2 separate regions of the Bombyx mori genome follow, and region 1 is linked to region 2. A link is a contact called in public Hi-C data. All regions are on one chromosome and are shown on one strand. The core of a region is the stretch at or near the end of the contact, and the rest is flanking DNA. Distances in the headings are between cores, read along the strand shown. Region 1 overlaps LOC101740640 (dual specificity tyrosine-phosphorylation-regulated kinase 2). Region 2 overlaps LOC101740640 (dual specificity tyrosine-phosphorylation-regulated kinase 2).

Region 1 (5,412 bases), core at 469-2,968, 34 kb before region 2:
AAAGTTTTTGACAATAGAACCATAATAATGTTCAAACTTATAATTTAAACTAATAATTATAATCGATTTTCGACTTCTGTGGAACCACTAGTAACTCTAATTTCATTATTCGTTACGTCGTAATGGATTTGCGAATTACTGTAGGTAATCGATGTACTTGTACGTGGATTTTATAAGAATTTGAACGTCATCAATGCTCAAGTCAGGTAATACGATATTTTACTAAGAAATCTTAGCGTTTGTTAATAGTAGTTGAAAATTGTCGAACCAGTTTAGCATTAGTCTGCTCGGAACGCCGACCGGTCTGTGTCTGTTTCGTTACTATTTTTGACATCGGATTACGTGGCTGCAATTCTGCAATAGCAGCCTTTTATTTTTCCTACCTATGCTGATAGCCTTGAGAGGCTATTTCAGCTTCACCCTAACGTGTGTAGGTGAGCTCACGGGGCTCAACCGGAGAGTTGCTAACACTGACCCTAGCAAGAGCAGTGCTTCGCAGAATCTACCACCGGATCGGAAACGCGACCCACTGAGAAGATCCGGCGAGAAACTCAGTGGGCTATTGGCAGCCACGAAATCCGACGTAGTACTGCAAAGTCAATCAATCTTTGAAACCTCAGGCTGCGTAGAACCCGCATTCACTGTGTTTTGCATGTGCATTAAAAAAGAGGTTATGTTTAAAAAAAAGCTTCTTGATTTTTTTTTTTTATTGAACCTCTATGAAGGTTTTAAATCAGTTTCTGTTTTTACGAATACAATATGTAAGTGTCGAAATAAATTGAGTACAATAGGTGAATGTAAGGTCCATTTGTATTACTTCTGGATTTCCTGAGAGATGCGGGCAAGACTTCGTTGAGATCTGACTCAATCAATAGCGAATGAGAATGATGCCACAGGCACAACCTTTCAATTGTCGCCCCTAACTATCTACAGGATGGCAATATATCTCATAATTTTTTGAAAAAAACAAAAGAGATCTAAGAAGAAGACGACAAAAGACTTCGAGTGTGTAGACAACGTTAACGCCTCATATTAATGTGCAGATTAATCTTTTGCGTACAAAAATAAATGAACTTAAAACTAAGCCGGCAAAACGCGTCGCCATAGCAACGGCATATTTAACAGCAATCGTTTGCACAACAGGACTCGTTTTATCGGCATGTGCAGCGACCTAGAGGGTCGAACACCTGTGCCCGCAGGTAGTTTTATAAATAAAACCAGTCCTACTAGAACGGGTTCGCATCTCGTCGTATACATCAAACTGTTTCCGATGTTACCTATTTCTATGTACTTAAGGTCAATATTAGATTGACGTTAATTATTGTATAAGTATTTTAATTTAATAAAAACCACGCGAACAATTATTTCAAAGGTATTATTATGATACTGTTTGTATTTTTACTCCCCGCATTGGATTTCCGTAATGTCCTTTACTACAATAATTGTACATGTGAAACAGTTGTTTTTACATATTTCCTTGTACGTTTCCTGTTTTGATAGTATAAAAAGCAGAACAAAGGATTTCAAATCGAGCATCATGAAAACAACAGTACTGTTTTATTACAAGAATAACTATAGCTAGCGTTTTCTATGACAGGCGTAAATGAGTAGAAGAGGATACTAAATTCGGTTTTTGGGCCCGGATAAACATCGCTACATAAACATATCTTCCCGCATTAAAAACACGAGTTCGATGTTTTGATTTCATGAGAATGTTTCATGTACTATTCTTTAACCCTTAAAACCGGTTCGAATGTTTGCGACAGTAAGGAGCAGTAAGGTAGCAAACGCCACTACAAGCACAATCACAATTAATTACACAAAAAATGTTTTTATTTATTGCTTATATGGGTGGACGAGCTTACGGCCTGGTGTTAAGTGGTTACCGGAGTTCATAGACATCTACAGCGTAAATGCCGCCATCTTTCTTGAGATATGAGTTCTAAGGTCTCCGTTTTTACAGTACAACGGCTGCCCCACCCTTCAAACTGAAACGCATTACTGTTTCACGGTAGAAATAGGCACGGTAACTACCCGTGCGGACTCATAAGACATCCTCCCAATGAGAAGATTCCATTGTTTCCATTAGTTTTTGTTGTTGCAGATGTGCACGCAACCTAGTTTTTAGTGGTAGCTATGCCCTTATAATGTCGAAGTGCTATTTGTAATAATGATTCTACCATTCGAATTGTGAAGACTGGCTGCTTCACGGCAAAAATACGTAGAAAGACTTGGAAGAAGATAACAGTAGAGAATGGTTGGTTCGAAAATGAGAATTCTAGACCTAGATTAAGACACACGGCCGATGATAACTCATATCTTCCGATTAGATACATAGTTGGGCAGACTGTACTGTTTGTAAGATCCCCTGGCTCTGTTATTTTCATATAAACTGTTAAGTTTACGTAACAATGTAACACAGTGGCCGTGGATAAACCGTGCCAAAATAGCACGTGTCCAAATATTACACAAATGGTTGCTAAGTTGTCTGCAAGAGAAAATAGGTTAGGTCATCGAATATGAAAATTCATAAAATAAGTTTTTCTTCTGAAACTGTTATTCTCTTTTCATTATCTAGGTCAATATTATAAATGTGATAGTTTGTATGTTTGTTTTCCGATCACGCTGAAATGAATTGCATAAAATTCACACATAGTTTGAAGTTGGCATTATTATTGGTATAATTATAATAAACTAGAGGTCCCGCAGTAGTCGAAATTCGACAATAATTAATTGGAATTGTAAGTTTGTACACTATTATGATTGTATTTTATACTTATATATTCACAAATTTCGCCAAGGCTACTCTATAAAAAAATATTAATAAAGACAAACAACATTTAATCTATTCTCAATTTGACCACAGACGTCAAGAAGAAAAGTTTGACAATAAATAGTATGCATGCGTGTGTGCGTCAAATACATGGTATGTAGTGTGTGTAATGTTTTCTTTATCGAATTAATGTATCTTTTATGCATTATTTAAAAAAAATATTAGCATTGTGCACTTCTTCTCTATATTCTCTATAAGTGTGGAAAATTTCATACTCCTCCGTCCGCGCAATTTTCGTAAAAAGGGATACAAAGTTTTTGCTTCACGTATTAATATGTATTTAATAATATAGATTTGTATACAGTGTAAATTTATCATGACAAATGACATGATGTTCGTGATTTAAATACTTAGGTACAAACTAATATACAAATCGACTGATAGTTTATGTACCTGCTTTGGTACATAGTGATAGAAGCAATTATTTATTCCGACAAAATGGAATCTGTTTTTTTTTCGTACGGGTTCATAAGGCTGCCTACAAATAATAATTGACGCATATTATATTTTTTATGGGTTTGATTTTTAATTCACTTTTTTTTTTCCTACCTAAGCTGATAGCATTGAGAGGCTATGTCAGCGTAACCTTAACTAGTAGGTGAGCTCACGGGGCTCAAACCTGACGACGTTGCTAACACGAACCCCAGCAAAAGCCGTGCTTCGCAGAATCTACCACCGGATCGGAAACGCGACCCACTGAGAAGATCCGGCGAGAAACTCGGTGGGCTGTGTCTCACTGAGGGTTAATTTACTCGTCGAGCCCTTCGTCGCAAGCGACGGGTTCGACGAGAACGGTGCTTGAGGTACCTAAAAGCACCGTTAGTGGATCGAGAGGATCCGAAATGACGTGTTTGGGGCGACGTCTACTGCTTTCCATTCTGTCCGCAGGATCGGGAATGTTTAATTCACGATGTCATTCCCTCACTATGAAAGTCATTCGTCAACGTTTGTTAAGTACATATTTTATTTTTTTCGTACATGTCTGCGAGGTTCGAACACTGGCATATTCGCATTGCTCGAAACTATTACATCGGGCATCTTATCCTTTAGACCACGACAACTTCAACGAAAAATTAACTATTGTTTTCTTCAAGTCAGAAAACGTTCATAATTATACATTTTCCAAAATAATTTAATACGTAGACGTACGTACATATGTATCGAACCGTCGAAAAATGTGGAACACACATGCGTCCTTGTGTGTTTGCCTTACGGAACTGTTTCTAGTACATGCTGTAATTTTACAACAAACAACATTGCTCATGCATTTAAAATTTTAATTATTAACGAAATACAATTTGGCCAAGATCCAGTTTTGTATCTTTACTGCAGTAGAGTAGACAGTTCTTATTGTTCATCTAAATATAAAATTTAATTAAACGATCTACATGAAAAAAAAAATGTATTTCAGAGAAAAATTTGGTACATCCTAGCGAGAATCACGCGTCGTTGAGGAGTGCGGTAATCTGTTTGGTTTTTTGTAGAGCAGCCGGAACAAACCTCGGGTCAATCTCTATTGGTGCAACAACTCTTCCACATTACTCACATCGGCTATAGACTTCATCGTATCTTCATGAGACCGACACCTGCTCAATGACGTCACCTGTTTTGCCACGCTGTCAATTCTGCGTTCGCCTGCCTGTAGATTTTAAAACTATATAGCTTGCAAAAACCCCTTTTTTCGGATTTATAATAAATGAAATTGTGAAATGAAAAAAACATTCAGGCTGTGTCTGAGAGTTAATTTACTCGTCGAGCCCGTCGCTGGCGACGAAGGGCTCGACGAGTAAAGAACAATGACCGGTACCAGGTAGGTTTAGAGTTCTTCAGCAATATAATGAAAAAAATGTTTACGAGGCACTAGCTTTTATACACGGCTTTGCTCGTTTTAATGTAGAAATAAAATTAACGGTGCTCGTCGAATTTGGCAAAGAGTTCAACGCTCCGAAGCAGCTGCCCTAGAGTTAGGTTTCCTCCGGAGTCACTCAGGCGACTGTTGGCAAATCCCATCCCTCCTAGCTGAGCTCGTGGTCGACCACCTGTCCTGGTGAAACTGTTACCAGTGAACATTTCTTCGCGAAAATAAATTATATGCCGCTGGAATAGTACTTTTTCTAGATGAAAATTACTCTGTCATTTTCTATACTCCTGACAAAGTGTATGCTAAATTACCTGATAATCAGCTGAGTATTTTAACTAATCAATTGAAAGCATAACAAACATGGTCACTCTCGCATATAATGTCATAGTTTTTATGTTACCAAACTTCGTATTTAACGACAATCTGCTGGAGTAATCGAATGAACAAGAACACATTAATTTGAAAAGAAGATAAGCTTTATTTGTTGACCTATTTTACGTTGCCAGTTGGTTTCAAAGACGATTGAAACAATCGTGGTGTATACAAATAATAATGATACCGCGATGATACATTTGTAACTATACTTGAGACCTTAGAACTTATATCTCAAGGTGGGTGGCGCATTTACGTTGTGGATGTCTATGAGCTCCAGTAACCACTTGACACCAGGTGGGCTGTGAGCTCGTCCACCCATCTAAGCAATAAAAAAAAAAGACAA
Region 2 (5,977 bases), core at 1,734-4,233:
GCTTCATTTATGTATTTCACTGTTTTGTTCCCGTATCGTGTTTCTGAGTTTCTCGCCGGATCTTCTCAGTGGTAGATTCTGCGAAGCACTGCTCTTGTTAGGGCCACTGTTAGCAACACACCCGGTTTGAGCCCCGTGAGCTCACCTACACGTCAAGGAGAAGCTGATATTAAGGCTATCAGCATAGACAGGAAAAAAAACGCGCTTTTTTTTTTATTGCCTTTGTTGGCAGACGTGCATACGGCCCACCTGATGGTGAGTGGTTACCGTCGCCCATGGACTTCAGCAATGCCAAGGGCAGAGCCAAGCCGCTGCGCTTATACCTAGTCAGGTCATAAATTCTGTCACATGTTTAATGTAAAATAATTGAAACAAGTTTATTCATTATGTAACCATTCATATACCAAAATGAACTTAACAAAACATAGATTCTTATGACACTAAAGTTTAAAGCCTCAATCTGCGCGGCCAGTCGTCTATCGCAGCACGAACGCGGTCCATGTCAATATCGGCGGCTGCCTTAATCAAGGATGTCTTGAGTGACTCCAAATTGGGATGAGGCTTTGAGCACGCCTTTTCCTCCAAGTGTTGCCATATCTTGTAATCTAACGGATTCAAATCTGGACTGGAGGAGGGCCAGTCTTCGTGCCGGATGAAGTCGATTTCACGCGCCGCCAGCCAGTCTTGTGTGCTCTTCGCTCTATGAGCTGGCGCCGAATCTTGTTGGAATACCCAGTGCCTGTTATTGAACATGGTATGAGAAACAGGTTCCACAAGGTTCGTCAGGACTGTATTTTGATACACAACTGCATTCGTTTTTACACCTTTCTCACAAAAATGTACCTCTGTTAAGCCCCAATAAGAAACTCCCAACCATACCATGAGCGAGGATGGAAAATGACCTCGTTGGACATGCGGAATACGGTTGCTCGCTTCTTCACTACTGTGTCCGTACACCTTATCATTTTGTTTGTTGTAGCTCTCTTCTACGGTAAAAAATTTTTCACCCGAAAAAAGAATTTTCCGTAATTTTTTTCCCGCGTACCGCTTCAACAAAGCGCGGCATCTCTTCAGTCTCAGGTCCATTAGACGAGCATTCAAACGATGTCCTGTTTTTCTTCGATATGCCCGAAGCCCTAAGTCTTCATTTAACACCCTTTTCACCGTGGTTCTGCTTAACCGCATCTGAAGGGCCAACAGTTTCTGCTTATGTTTGGGATTTCTTTGAATTCGCGCCTTCACAGCTTTTATCACTGCTGGAGTCCTAACAGACCGAGGGCGACCACTTCTTGACCTGTCATCTACACTAGAGTCTTCATTGTATCGTTTGATGGTACGATAAACGAATCTTTTGGTTATATTGAAATTTTTCAGTATGTTAAAAATTTGAATTGGCGCGTAACCGCAACGATGCAACGCAATAACTGCAACACGGTCTTCTTTAAGCGTCCACTCTATATTTGAAAGTGAGTAAAATTCTAAAAGTATACATTTTTATTTTCATGAACAATTCGAAATTGGAATTCAATAAACTTTTTTGTGACCAGCATTCTAAAAGAAAAGTTTTTACTGTGTGACAATACTTATGACCTGACTAGTTATACATTTGACAACAACGTGCGCTTATGTTAGCCCAGTGTGTTAAGCATCACACTACAGTAGCGAACGCCATTTTTCTCATAAAAAAATATGATAGATATTTCGCAGGCGCGCTAGCTCCGTACTGTAGACAAGACTTAAAACATAATAGTGTCCTCACTTATTAGTGAAAAAATATTAATCGAATAAAATCTATATTTCATTCATTTGGACGTCACAAATGTTAAAATTTAATACACAACGAATTATTCTCTAATTATAATAATGACTTTACCATTTTTTACGTTTAAGGCATATCGACCCTTTAATCCACATATCGGTAATAAAATAAACGTATAGACGTAACAGATATAAATGTGTATGGACATCGAACGCGGTTTGACAGCGAACTAATAGCAATTTCATGTATTTTATTGGTTTATTATAAAGTTCAAGCAGTGAGTTCACGTTATAAAACAAAATATTATCACTTTCACGGACTTCCTCGATTGAAATTGAAGCTATGCCTAATAAATAAACTGTGGAAAGTAACGGGTGTGACAGCCAAAAACTTGTCTCAATTCCCCTCTTATTAGAGATTGATTAATCAAATTATTCAAAACATATTGAATTGTAACGTTTTAAGAGATTAGCAAATGGACCACGCCAGCCAATTTGAGTTATCCTATTGGCGGAATGGTTACGTGCTCAGATAATGAATAACTAATTAGTTAATTTATAAGGACAACTCGCGTATTAACTAATGCGTTCAAGTTTGAAGTGGTATAATGATATTTAATACATTTATAGAATGTTCACAGGTGTTCGGCATCTACATTGTTTTTCTCATTAGCTTTGGTCATCGTTTTTATTGGATGGAACGAAATAGTACGATGTCATTCTCTGGGTGCGCTGAGAAAGCATTTTTGATGAATATAAAAATGTTACATGAGCACGAGAAATAATAAATAAATATTTACTAACAATCACGCCACGTTAACTGGTCCCGTGCTAAGTTCGTAAAGAACTAAAAAGAAATAAATGTAAGATTTTTATTATACACATACATATATTTAACAGACATCCATAACCCTGGAAAAGACATTTTATATTTATCATACAAACATCTTCCCTTGGCGGGATTCGAACCCGCGTCTCCCTTGTGTAGTGACCATGTCACTCACCACTACACCAGACGGCCGTCTAGAATGAACTAGAATAGACAAAAAAAAAACTAAACCACACATTAAAACATCAGCTGCGTACAGTAAATTACATTACAACACGTAAACACGAATAATTCGATCAATCTCAACTATTCTGCGAGTAAACGTTTCTCGCGCACCTGTACCGGACATTGTGTGTTATTGTTACTCGTCTATAAAGTTACTGACACATGTAAAGCGATTAAATAAGTTATTCTTAAGTTTTTGTTGACTTCAATACACCGAATCGGAAGAGGTAGAACGTGGCTCGTGGATTTGAATCTGTCCAGCTACACATTATTGAGCGCTCTCTTGTAACATTATATCGAGGGGTAAAAGGCGACATTTCGTTGGATACGCAACATTTATCTTTGTAACAGTTCGATGTTTTTAATTGAACTTCAACTAAGTTTACTCCATTCAAATAGCTGAATAAGTTTTTCTGTTATCATATTTTATCCAAATTTTTAACTCTAAATGACTCTCCTGTAAGGTTACAGAAATGTCGCTTAAACCTAATATCCTTTCATCAGTCGATATGTAAAAAAGAAAGTATGTATTCAGTTCGGGAAATAGCATAGCGCATAAACTGTTCTCAAGCTTTCAAAATGTATGATTTAATAGAAAGTTTTCGTTAAGTTCTGAACGAATGCTTAGTGCCATAATGCTGAAACTGGACACTTAACTGCTATTTTAACGTTTATGTTTCGTAAATATAAGCCATCATGTAATAATAATCCGACAGTGATTAAGTCCGAATGGGGTGATAATGTATAAAATAATAATGTTCGAATCGTGCTTTATTCTATTCAAAAACTTGTATAGCTTTCAAAATCAATTTCTTATAGCTTACAGTGTGACGTTACCGCTGTTGAGTGCATCGCAGCTGCCAACTGTGAGAGTCGTGAGTGTGTGTATGTTCCGGAGAGCGATAAAAACAATCGCGGATCGCCTGTTTAATATAATGTCGCGTGGAGCGTATGATTTCACTGGATTTATTAGCGGGAATAATTTTTTTCATTCGCTAGTTTTATTTAGTCTCGTGTTTTTCCACATTAATTTTGCGCCAACTTTAATAGTCAATATAAATGTCTGGATTTCTTACGTACGTATGCTGTGACGTACGATTTGAATATAATAGGTTTTTGGAGTTTACTCCTTTAGAATCGATTTACATATATAGGCCCGGGGTATGAAAATTATGGGGACCAAAATCGTACTAGCATGTCACACGAAATGCGTTATGCGCCTGATTGCGCATGTCACACGAAATGCGTTATCGCAGGTGACGCCGGGCTGCTGCGCCGGCAGTCCGCCACAAAGCCTCGTACTGATCGCGCGTTTCTCTCATTATTGTATTTTCATATATTTGTTAGTCGTTTGTTTTGTGTCTCGTTAATTTGTTAATAATCTGTAGTGTATCGTGTTGTCGTAATATAGAACTATTTCTCGTATTGTTTCGTTTAATTTTTTATATCCAGTAAACTCCAGTCGTGCGTCGGAGCGGACACACACACTTTTTTTTTTTTACTTTTTTCTTCACATACCCGGGATAAGGTTATTCTTATTCTTATTAATAGAGTACAATTGAGGCCGTCAGCGCAAAAGTGGCCTAATCCACAATTTTTGATAATCAAATATAATAAATTTTGATGCAAAACCAGCCTATCCATAGTTTCACCCATAGATAACAGATGGCTTTGTAAACCTTATTTTTGCGCGTATTGTTTTTTGCCTACTCAAATTCAAATTCATGAAAACTTTTAAACTTCATTGCTCCATAATAACTATGGCAACCTTAGGCTACTTTTGCGCTGACGGCCTCAATTAACCTAACGCGATGGGATACCACTTACTCATAATTAAAGGAGATGTCTGCTTTGTTGTAAATTGAAAACCAGCTAAAATCGAACAGCTGACTAATTAACAAAACAGAAAAGGAAAACAGTTAAAATAAGATAACTTATTTAAACTACTCTTGATTAAGGCTAAAAGACAATAAACAATAAATAAAGATATAATACAACACTAAATGTCGAGCTGTGAACATACTTACAGAATCCAATATAATAAAACGAACATATTCGATGTAAAATAAAAATAAATTCCACGAGTTTGATTGAAATTTATTTTTAACTAGTTGACCCGGCAGACTTCGTAGTGCCTCAATCGAGAAATAAAAGACCTCTAAACTATTGTATAAAATAAACTTAAAACAAAACAAAAGGAAACATCAAAGGGAAAACAAAATTGTTATTTTTATTTAATTCCGAGCATTTTCATATTTATCTACTGTTTAAAACTTCTCTGGACTCTTCTTCTCTTCCACAAATAATTCAAGACCAAAATTTGCCAAATCGCTCCAGCCGTTCTCGAGTTTTAACGAAACTAGCGAACAGCAATTCATTTTTATATATACTAGCGACCCGCCCTCGCTTCGCTTCGGAAACTGTAATTTATTATTAATTTCTCCACTATTTAATGGATGTTATTATACATACAAACCTTCCTCTTCAATCACTATATATATTAAAAACCGCATCAAAATACGTTGCGTAGTTTTAAAGATTTAAGCATACATAGGGATATAGGGACAGAGAAAGCGACTTTGTTTTATACTGTGTAGTGATGAAGATAGATATATAGACAATAGTTGGATCTTGCGTTCAACTCTTCCACGTTAAATGTTTTTTTATAAATAACAAGAACTAATACAGTTTTCGCCCTCCGTCTGCAGGTCGTGCATATAAGCAGCCTTGCGCGCAGGAAGTAATTATTAACAGTGACCGGTTTAATTAAACCAGTTGTTCTGAAAACCACCTTTTGTTCTCGGGCACCCCAGTTCTTGCGTTCTCGAAGCAGCGGCCGCTAATTACAAGTTATATCTCGGCAACTGTTTGCGATTTTTTGTTTATTGCATTTTCACGTTCTCTCATTTTAAACGTCCATTCAAAAGCTTAAATGCGATTTTCATGATATTATTACGTACGTGGTATACACATTTACTGGTGGTAGGACCTCTTGTGAGTCCGCACGGGTAGGTACCACCACCCTGTCTATTTCTGCCGTGAAGCAGTACTGCGTTTCGGTTTGAAGGGTGGGGTAGCCGTTGTAACTATACTGAGACTTTAGAACTTATATCTCGAGGTGGGTGGCGCATTTACGTTGTAGATGACTATGGGCTTCAGTAATCA

The links. Hi-C and Micro-C count contacts between places; a contact is called where the count stands out from the background.
Region 1: a contact with region 2 is called in a Hi-C map of posterior silk gland, with 1.4 times the contacts expected there. The contact joins two enhancer-like sites. A contact is called at or near these places in 2 of 7 Hi-C or Micro-C datasets (middle silk gland and posterior silk gland).

Annotation. Positions count from the first base shown.
Region 1 is chr27:5,721,492-5,726,903 of ASM3026992v2, reverse strand. All of the region lies in intron 1 of LOC101740640 (dual specificity tyrosine-phosphorylation-regulated kinase 2), which reads left to right. All of the region lies in intron 1 of LOC134201541 (a long non-coding RNA gene), which reads right to left. Among protein-coding and RNA genes, the nearest start is that of LOC101740640, 8.3 kb to the left of the region's middle. Within about 2 kb of position 1,718, at least 5 of the 8 cell types and tissues checked have open chromatin away from gene starts, as enhancers often do.
Region 2 is chr27:5,687,742-5,693,718 of ASM3026992v2, reverse strand. The region is part of intron 1 of LOC101740640 (dual specificity tyrosine-phosphorylation-regulated kinase 2); the gene reads left to right. All of the region lies in intron 1 of LOC134201541 (a long non-coding RNA gene), which reads right to left. Among protein-coding and RNA genes, the nearest start is that of Mir2774b-2, 34 kb to the right of the region's middle. Within about 2 kb of position 2,983, at least 7 of the 8 cell types and tissues checked have open chromatin away from gene starts, as enhancers often do.